Regions from separate parts of the Pan troglodytes genome. Here region 1 is linked to region 2. A link is a contact called in public Hi-C data. All regions are on one chromosome and are shown on one strand. Each heading gives the region's core, a stretch centred on a gene start, on an enhancer-like site or on the middle of the called end of the contact. The rest is flanking DNA. Distances are from core to core; before and after follow the strand shown. Region 1 holds the start of NUP85 (nucleoporin 85). Region 2 overlaps KCTD2 (potassium channel tetramerization domain containing 2).

What was found. A called contact is a pair of places that touch in the nucleus more often than the background predicts.
Region 1: a contact with region 2 is called in a Hi-C map of induced pluripotent stem cells, with 1.6 times the contacts expected there. The contact joins the promoter of NUP85 here to the enhancer-like site in region 2. A contact is called at or near these places in 2 of 7 Hi-C or Micro-C datasets (induced pluripotent stem cells and stem cell-derived neural progenitor cells) and 1 of 1 datasets of contacts at active chromatin or transcription factors (stem cell-derived excitatory neurons).

Annotation. Positions count from the first base shown.
Region 1 is chr19:88,198,200-88,203,213 of NHGRI_mPanTro3-v2.0_pri, forward strand. It overlaps NUP85 (nucleoporin 85), which reads left to right and starts at 2,045. Exons shown (of 19, transcript XM_024350603.3): 1 at 2,045-2,436. The coding sequence starts at 2,404.
Region 2 is chr19:88,057,589-88,062,507 of NHGRI_mPanTro3-v2.0_pri, forward strand. KCTD2 (potassium channel tetramerization domain containing 2) reads left to right here. Exons shown (of 6, transcript XM_001138510.7): 5 at 1-57; 6 at 842-3,721. The coding sequence ends at 871. Among named protein-coding and RNA genes, the nearest start is that of ATP5PD, 18 kb to the left of the region's middle. Within about 2 kb of position 2,888, at least 7 of the 24 cell types and tissues checked have an H3K27ac peak or open chromatin away from gene starts, as enhancers often do. A contact at or near this core is called in induced pluripotent stem cells, where this site is marked.

The sequences.
Region 1 (5,014 bases), core at 795-3,294, 140 kb after region 2:
CTAAAAAATAAAAAATTAGCCCGGCGTAGTGGCGTGTGCCTGTAGTCCCAGCTGCTCGGGAGGCTTAGGCAGCAGAATCGCTTGAACCCGGGAGACGGAGGTTGCAGTAAGCCAAGATCGTGCCACCCACCCCAACTCCAGCCTGGCGACAGAGCAAGACTCTGTCTCAAAAAGACAAAAAAAAAAAAAAAAAAAAAAAAAAAAAAAAAAAAAAAAAAAAAGAGAGAGAGCTTGTTAGATCTTAGTGCTATATTTCCTTGATTATTTTTATTTTAAGGCTGACAAAATGCCATTTAAGATAATAAAAGTAGTTAAATTGCCCGACCAAGAGCTAGATAACATTGAGGAAAAAGTATTGGCAATATTCTTTGGTCTAATACTGCTATATACCAACCATTTTACCCAATCATTCAAATAGGCTTAGTAATACAAGGGCGAAAAAGGAAAACTACAGCTAATAGAGCTATCCTTGTTCTTTTTTTTTCGAGACGGAGTCTCGCTCTGTCGCCCAGGCTGGAGTGCAGCGGTGCCATCTCGGCTCACCGCAAGCTCCGCCTCCCCGGTTCACGCCATTCTCCTGTCTCAGCCTCCCGAGGAGCTGGGACTACAGGCACCCGCCACCACGCCCGGCTAATTTTTTTTTTTTTTTTTTTTGTATTTTTAGTAGAGATGGGGTTTCACCGTGTTAGCCAGGATGGTCTCTATCTCCTGACCTCGTGATCCACCCGCCTCGGCCTCCCAAAGCGCTGAGATTACAGGCGTGAGCCACCGCGCCCGGCCTATCCTTGTTCTATATACTGATTATGCATACTATATATGGACTTTTTCCTTCCTCAACCTTTCTATAGATTTCTAAGAATAAGGTTTTGATGAAGTAGTTTATGTATCCTTCTTTTTCAGTTAATCCTAATGGAAAACGGTTGGAAAAATGAAACAATTATCTTACAACTTATTTTTCTCTTTCCTCTCCTCTCTCTAAAAGAGTGTGGCTCCTTCCCCTCTCTTTTCCCCTTCCTCTCTCTAGAGTGGTTAACTCTCAAACTGTATTTAACTCTGGAAAAGTTTTCAATTACACAGGCGATAACTCCAACTTGAGGTATAACGGAAACTTATTAAGAGAAAAAGAGCAAAATAATTTTTTTTTTGAGACTCAGCAAAATAATTCTTTTTTTTTTTTTGAGACGGAGTCTCAGTCTGTCGCCCAGGATGGAGTGCAGTGGCGCGATCTTGGCTCACTGCAACCTCCGCCTCCCGGGTTGGAACAATTCTCCTGCCTCAGCCTTACGAGTAGCTGGGATTACAGGTGTCCGCCACCACTCCCGGCTAATTTTTGTATTTTCAGTAGAGACGGGGTTTCGCCAGGTTTCGCCATGTTGTCCAGGCTGGTCTTGAACTCCTGACCTCAGGTGATCCAACCACCTCGGCGTCCCGGAGTGCTGGGATTACAGGCGCGCGCTACCAAGCACAGCTAATTTTTTTTTTTTTTTTTTTTTTTTTTTTTTTTTTTTTGAGACGGAGTCTCGCTCTGTCTCCCAGGCTGGAGTGCAGTGGTGCGATCTTGGCTCAATGCAACCTCCACCTCCCGGGTTGGAACAATTCTCTTGCCTCAGCCTTCCGAGTAGCTGGAATTACAGGTGTCCGCCACCACGCCCGTCTAATTTTTTATATTTTTAGTAGAGACGAGGTTTCATCATATTGGCCAGACTGGTCTTGAACTCCTGAACTCCAGTGATCCACCCACCTTGGGCTACCAAAGTGTTGGGATTAGAAGCTTGAGCCACAGCGCCGGGCCTTCAGGGGTATCGATTTTGTTCCCGTGCCTCTTGTGTGTGTTCTAGTGTGGAAGTGGAGGCGATTGCTTTCCAGCACAAGCCCGTTTGACTGTCGGGGTTTGGACAAGTGGCTGCGACGACACTAAGGTGGAGACCGGGATGGAGCAAGGACTCCCAGAGTTGGGAGACGTTGTACACTTACTGGGAACTAAATCCCGCACGAGTTCCCACCCAAGTGCCGCCGCCCCAGCCCACGCACGCGCATTTGCCCCGTCTCCAGCCCCGGGGTCCTCCTGCCCCTCCCGCCGTCTCCGGGGGCCTTTTCTCCGCTCGGCACCAGGGTGTCCGCCGCGCCGCCTGATCCTGTTAGCGCGGTACTCTGAGTGCAGTCAGTCCTCGGCGCTGTTTTCTCTGATTTGCTGTCGACGCCAGGAGGGAAAGACGCGTGCAGAGGACCGCAGAGGGGTGGCCGTGGCTGAGAGGAGACAGCGCCGCAGCACTGAGGGTTTGGGCTTGCAGGCGCTGCAGGAGACCCCCAGGCGGAGTCTTGTCTCGCAGCTAGCGCTGAGCGGGAGGCCTGAGCGGGAAGCATTGGCGTCCGAGCGACTTCTAGAGCCTGGGGTTCGGCGCTATGGAGGAGCTCGATGGCGAGCCAACAGTCACTGTAAGGGTACCCCGAACAGGCTTGCTCGTCCTTGCGGGTTGAGAACTGCGTCTGCTTAGTTACTTCAGGCTTGTCTGCTTCCCTAGTGGTCGCGAGGCGCTCGTCCCCTTCCCTCGACTCAGTTGCCACTTTCCGGAGGTCGCAGTGTTAACGAGGTGCCCGCCCTAGGGTCGCAGTGGTCGCGGGGTTTCTGCCACCAGTCACAAACCCCGGCCTCGAAGGTCCCACTCCGTCCCTTTCCTTCCTTTGTGTTCCTGGCCTTTTTACTTCCCTTGCTTTTCCTCTTGGGCATTAGAGTGGGTTCAGCCTAAGCAGAGGAATTTATATTTTTATTCCAGCCGTATTAAGCTCTGCATCGCGGCACATTGAGCTTCTGCCTGTGTGGCCTAAGGTTTATTCAACGTATTCTCTCAGGAGACTATTCCTGTTTTATCGCTGTGCATTCAATTCCATTTGAACTTTGAAGACAGTATGTCAACTGTGGATGATCTGTGATGTGTATTAAAAAAATTCACGCGCTTTATGTACGAGATACCTACCGTTTCTGCTAGTTGGATTGCTCTTGTTTTCCCTCTTGTTAACCAGAAGTGACTGAGGCAGGTCTCAACCGATAAAGGTTTAATTAGCTAAGGTTGAGGATCCAACCGGGAAAAAGCACAGGTCACAGGAGGATCTGAGACCTGTGCTTTTTCCAAAGATGGTTTTGGGAACATCACTAGTTAAAGAGGAAGGAGCTAGCAGGAGGGGCAAAAAAGGGAGGTTAGGCAGTGAGGAGGCAAATGATTACATTCTTGTGAGTCGGTGATTAGCCTCAGTAAATCTGCATTTTACCTGTGAAAAGAGGGAGCAGAGGAAAATTTTATGTATGCATTCATCTCAGGGTAGGTAGAGGGATTATGGTTATTATTACTGTTATTTTTTAGACGGAGTCTCGCTCTGTCTCCCAGGCTGGAGTGCAGTGGCGCGGTCTCGGCTCACTGTAACCTCCGCCTCCCGGGTTCACGCCATTCTCCTGCCTCAGCCTCCTGAGTAGCTGGGACTACAGGTGCCCGCCATCACGCCCGGCTAATTTTTTGTACTTTTTTGTATTTTTAGTAGAGACGGGGTTTCACCGTGTTGGCCAGGATGGTCTCAATCTCCTGACCTCGTGATCCGCCCGCCTAGGCCTCCCAAAGTGCTGGGATTACAGGCGTGAGCCACCGCACCCGGCCGATTTCTGGTCTTCTACTTGTGAAGATAAGCTGGTAGTTGACATTGTCAGAATCAACAGATCTTGATTTTAGGACTAGTTTATAGGGGCGATGTGTATCCTGAAAATTTTAGAGGCTCACAAGGAATTTCCTTGTGAGCAATTTGTGAGGGAAGCTCTCTGGGGAGATATGTGGCCTTCTTTTTTTTTTCTCTTGAGGCGGAGTTTCCCTCTTGTCGCCCAGGCTAGAGTGCAGTGGTGCGATCTCGGCTCTCTGCAACCTCCGCCTCCCAGGTTCAAGCAATTCTCCTGCCTCAGCCTCCTGAGTAGCTGGGATTACAGGCATGTGCCACCATGCCCGGCTAATTTTGTATTTTTTTAGTAGAGACGAGGTTTCTCCATGTTGGTCAGGCTGGTCTGGAACTCCTGACCTCAGGTGATCTGCCGGCCTCAGTCTCCCAAAGTGCTGGGATTACAAGTGTGAGCCACTGCGCCTGGCCTCATTCTTTTTTTGAGACGGATTCTCACTCTGTCACCCAGAGTGGAGTGCAGTGGCGTGATCTCAGCTCACTGCAACCTCTGGCTCCCGGGTTCAAGCGATTCTTCTGCCTCAGTCTCCTGAGTAGCTGAGATTACAGGTGCGTGCCATCACACCCAGCTAATTTTTGTATTTTTGGTAGAGATGGGGTTTCACCATCTTGGTCAGGCTGGTCTCCAAAGCCTGACCTCGTGATCAGCCTGCCTCGGCCTCCCAAAGTGCTGGGATTACAGGCATGAGCCACCGCGCTTGGCTAGGAGTTCGAGATCAACCTGGCCAACATGGTGAAACCCCATCTCTACTAAAAAAATACAAAAATTAACCTGGTTTGGTGGCGCGTGCCTGTAATCCCACCTACTCAAGAAGCTGAGGCAGGAGAATCACTTGAACCCAGCAGGCAGAGGTTGCAGTGAGCCGAGATTGCGTCACTGCAGTCCAGCCTGGGCAACAAGAGTTCGAACTCCTGACCTCAGATGATCTGCCCGCCTTAGCCTCCCAAAGTGCTGGCAGGAGCCACCCCGCTGCCGGCCCAAAATGAATTTTTCTTACCAGTGTTATAAGGAAATGTTATCGAAGGATACAGTGTTATTAGAGGACCAGCTGTGCTCTTCACTTAAAGTGTTTTTCAGCAGGGCGGGCACGGTGGCTCGCGCCTGTAGTCCTAGCACTTTGGGAGGCTGAGGCGGACAGATCACCTGAACTCAGGAGTTTGTGACCAGCCTGGGCAATATGGTGAAACTCCGTCTCTACTAAAAATGAAAAAAAAAAAAAAAAAATAGCCGGGTGTGGTTGCACACACCTGTAGTCCCAGCTACTCAGGAGGTTGAGGCAGGAGAAGCCTTTGAACCCAG
Region 2 (4,919 bases), core at 1,638-4,137:
AGAGAACTAAATAATTCTACCAATGGCATCGTCATAGAGCCGAGCGAAAAGGCGAAGGTAAGGAGCCCCTTCCCTGGGCAGCTGCCTCTGGCTTGCTTGTTCGCACCCCCTCCGTGGGCTTTTCCTGAACTCTTGCTCCTCACTTCTTCCCTGGCCTTCTAGAGCCAGCGTTGCATTTTCCCCTCGTTTTGTTCTTTTTGACTGTTGTAATTTAAATTGGGATTTACGGAGCACTGACAGGTGTTTTTAGTTAGAAAATATGAACCTAAAAAGGGTAGACTTTCTCCATCCTCTGCCAAATCAATGAAAAAGAAAAGCTGGTTGCCACTAATTACTACAGGGTAGGATTTCTGAACTCAGACTTGGAAGATATTTTGCGTTTATTCTTTAAAACTGTGCTTTTTTCACTGCCTCAGGAGAAAAGGGTGTTTTCTTACCTTGGTGACCTTTACCTCCCTTAAGTTCCTGGAAAACTGTTTCTTTTCCCTCCACTGTGCACCCCCCTCACCCCCAACACACACACACACACACACACACACACACACACACACACACACATACACACACAGCTTCTAAATCGTGGATACCAGGTAAGCTGGAACCACTTCCTTTCAGTTGGCAAAGCTTTGGTCCAACAGCACATAAGCTTTAGACCCAGCTGTGCCCAGCAAGAGAGTGTTTCGCACCAGAAGCACTGCGGGTGAGGCTGCGGCTGCACCCCTGCTTGCTTCCTGGGATGACAGGACCATCATGCCACTCATCGGGTCCAGTGGAAAGCATCCCCCGACATCTCTGTCTTTCCCTCAGCAGCCTCAGCCTCTCCCCCATCTCCAACTTTCAGATTCTTCAGGAGAGAGGATCGCGGATGTAAACTAAGACCCCGAAAACTCCAGACCTTCAGGAGAGCAGTCAGCAGAGCCCCTCTGTGAAGTGAAACCTCGCTCCTGTCCAGTGACCGAGCCACTGCAAAGCACAGCTGATCCTGGCCCCCTGTGAAGAAGTGTTCTGGTCAAAACTAAAGGAACTCCCTCCCCACCTGCAGGACTCCGAAGACAGTGCGACTTCTGGCTGCAGAATACCTTTTCAGAAACCTGCTTTCATTTGCTTAGCCAGTATTAGAACAGATCTTTACAACAGCAGCTGGGCTGGGTTCCCATTCGGAGCCTTTCAGGGATCTGGGGGATGAGGGCGGAAGGCCTAGCTCTTTGGAAATGGCCTGTACTTTAAGGACACTGGAGCCAAGAGGATTGTTCCCGTGCCGTGCCATGGTTTCACCCTATGTGTGCCACAATGGACGTTAGCAGCTGCTTCGGAACACCGTCCCTCCTGTGCACCCTCCAAGACCTGCAGCAGATGCAAAGGGTTCTAGTTGCAGTTTGTCGAATTGAGGTTTTAGGTAAAGCATAGAGTTGCCAGAGTACCCCGCATTCCCATGAATAGAGCCTCCAAGGAAAGGGAGGATGGGGTGTCCTTTGTTGTGGTTGGAGGTTGGTGATCATTGCTCTGGATTTGGGGCTCCCGGCTGCCACCACATGCAGCTTTGCCTCAGCTTTCTCCAGCAGCCGGGACCCTCTGGAGAGCTTGTTTTCCCTCCAAGAGGAGGTTTGAGACAGGCGGCATCCTGCACTGAGTCAGACAGACAAGTGGGAGCTGTAGGAACTGCACCTGCAGCCTCTTCTTACTCCCCATTGACCCTGTCTTCCTTCCCTGGCTTTTTCAACTGGACCAAAGATGAAGGCACTTATGGACCCTTTGATGGCTTGGAGTGGGGAAGGCTGTTTCTTTGAAAGTTGCCAAATGTGTTATGTTGTTGTGTCTCAGAGAGAGTTATTTCTGTGACTCTCTTGGAAATGCCTTGACTGAATGTGCAATATTTGTGTCTCTTGGTTTCTAACCTTGGCGGACCTGCTCCCCTCTGTACTGTCCCCAGTGGTATGTATGTATGTGCTAGGCAGTCTGGGGACCCCCTGTGTCTCTGACCACCCCCCCGACCCCCGCCATTACTTTCTTTTCTGGAGTGCCATGCTGGCGAGGATCCGGACGCGGCAGCACCCTCTTTCGGGCTGCATCCACAGAGTTGGTGTCCACACTTTCTCTCCGAGCATGTGGGTCTCGCTGAGCAGTCGTGGAATGCGGTGGAGCCAGGGGACCCTGTCTGCCCCGAATAACTTTCAGTAGTATGGCAGATGGCACAGAGAAAGGGAAGGGGCTCTGGGGACTTCTTCTATGAAAGCCTCCTCGAGCCAGGTGCTCCTGGGCACCTTCAGAAGTAATGTCCTGTGTGCTTCACAGCTCACCTGCTTGCCAAGGTACGTCTGGGTAGTAGTTTCTGGAAATGACTGCAGACTGTGCCAAATGTCTTTTGAGCTTCTGACCTGACCATGCCCAGATGGCATAACTTTTCCCTAGGACCCTCACTCTCCTTGTTTCTCTGTATCTGTAGCATAGCATAGAACCCGGTATACAGGGGTTTCTGCTGACACATTAACGTCTACACACCTATGCGCCACATTTTACAGCTGTAAAGTGTTAGATGAACTGCCGTCCTCAGTAAAAGCAGCCACCCCTTCAAGAGTCACAGGCATCCATCCAGTTGTATCTTTCAGAGAAAAAAAAAGTTAGATGTAGCCAAGGAAAGTAGTGATCACGGGAAGGACTGCTCTGAGCCGGGTAGGATGGAGGACTTTGGAAGAGGCGCTCCTTGGCCAGGTCCAATGAGTAACATCAGACTGACAGAGGAAAAGCAGCTTGGTTTGCGGCCTTGTGCCCAGTCTCGTTGAGGCGCTTGTCCCTGTCTGCTTTCCTGGGGCATGCCTGATCAGCGTGGGCTGGAGCTCCTAGACCAACCCCAGCTTTCTCACCAGGTTCAGCAAGGAGGCCTGGGGGTCAGACACCAATGTTGAGCACCACCTGAGGGCGCCGTTTCCTTCATTCCTCTTAGATTCCATAGTTGCCGCCATGAAAAGACTGCTCTTGAGCCCCAAGGCACAGGCACATGCTCTGGGAAATAGACAGGAGTGGTATTTCCGCCCTCTCGGAGGGCTGGTGTTCACCAAGTTTCCCTCCTCGCTGCAACCCAATGACACCTGTATTGTTCCAGCGCTCCAGGACTCTGGGTTCTTAAGATTTCTGGGAGCGTTGTTCACCCACCCCCTTTAGGAACCAGGCTGGTGTTCTTGCTTGAAAGCGTTGTGCCCTCTGAGTGTCTGGCTGATCACATCAGAGAGGTCTGCGTGGCAGTTTGGGGCTGTCACGTGACCAGTGACCCACACTCTCTGCTGCCCAGTACTGCCAAGTGGGGAGGGTCCTGCCTTTTTCTCTGCCCCAGGTCTGGGACGCAGGTGATGCCAGCCAGGCCCAGGAGTGCCCAGCATCCCCCAGCTGATGACACAGTAGCACGGATTCTGTCTTTTCCTCAGAATCTGGCCTTTTTCCATGGCAATGAGGTGGGGCCCAGCCTCCTCTAAAGTGGCTTTGTTTCTGCACAGTTGTAACTGCTCTTGGGGGTGTCAGTGAGGCTGCGAGCAGGGAGCCACGGGATGCTGAGAGAGGAGGCCCGAGAGGACACCCCACCCTCCAGCGTGGCCTTTGATCCAGACTTAGGGACGAGGCTGTCACTGGTGGGCACCCTCTGTTCCTGTTTGTGTGTTTGAATAGTCTGAAATGCTGTGACTTTTTTTGTGTGAATAAAGATATGAAACAAACTTCTGAATCTCAAGAACTGTGGTGTGTTTTCCATTACTGCAGTCTCCCGGTTCCCACTGTCACTTCCTGTCGATGGTTCTCACATGGGTTTCAGGAGATGACTTAACTACCTTTCCTACCAGGACAGCTGACCAAGTCCTTTTCTCCTGCTACTGAAACCACCAAAGGGGGTGTTGGGCCTTCTCCCTCCTCCCTTTCATTTTACTGAATCTGAAAAGACCCAGAGAATGCAGAGAAACAGAAGGTGGGACAGATGGGCTGCCCACCAGAGAGCTGGAAAGAGACAAGGGGAGGAGTGTGATTTTTTTTTTTTTTTTTTTTTTCCCCGAGATGGAGTCTCGCTCTGTCACCCAGGCTAGAGTGCAGTGGTGCAATCTCGGCTCACTGCAACCTCTGCCTCCCATGTTCAAGCAATTCTCCCTCGGCTTCCTGAGTAGCTGGGATTACAGGCGCCTGCCTGCACGCCTGGCTAATTTTTGTATTTTTAGTAGAGACAGTATTTTGCTGTGTTGGCCAGGCTGGTCTCGAACTCCGACCTCAGGTGATCCTCCCGCCTCAGCCCCCCAAAGTGCTGGGGTTACAGGCATGAGCCACCATCCCCGGCCGTGAGATGGTTTTTAAGGGACAAGTCTTTCTGGAAGAGAGTGAGTGACTAGGTACAAGGAAGAGGATGAGTGAGGAACGTTTGGTGACAAGTAACCAACAAACAAGTATTGATCACTTCAGCATCAGGCGGGGCATGGGATCCTCAGAAGGTGTTAGTCCCTTCCAGACAGCATTTTCAGGTAGGGAGACAAAATGGACTCATACAGCTTAGTGAACAGGATGCGTGGGTGCATCCGTCAGGGTCCAATTGAGACCACAGCAGTTGTTAACTGGTAGTGGAGAAAGGAAAGGGCAGGAGTGGACACTGAGGCATCACAATGTAGGGATTGCAGGGTGCAGTCCTCACTCCTGGGACCTGAGAACAGTGGGAAGACATTGGGATTATTAAAGTGGAGATTTGGCCGGGCGCGGCGGCTCACACCTGTAAGCTCTTTGGGAGGCCGAGGCAGGCGGATCACCTGAGGTTGGGAGTTCGAAACCAGCCTGACTAACGTGGAGAAACCCCATCTCTACTAAAAAATACAAAATTAGCCGGACCAGCTACTCGGGAGGCTGAGGCAGGAGAATCACTTGAACCTGAGAGGTGGAGGTTGTGGTGAGCCGAGAGC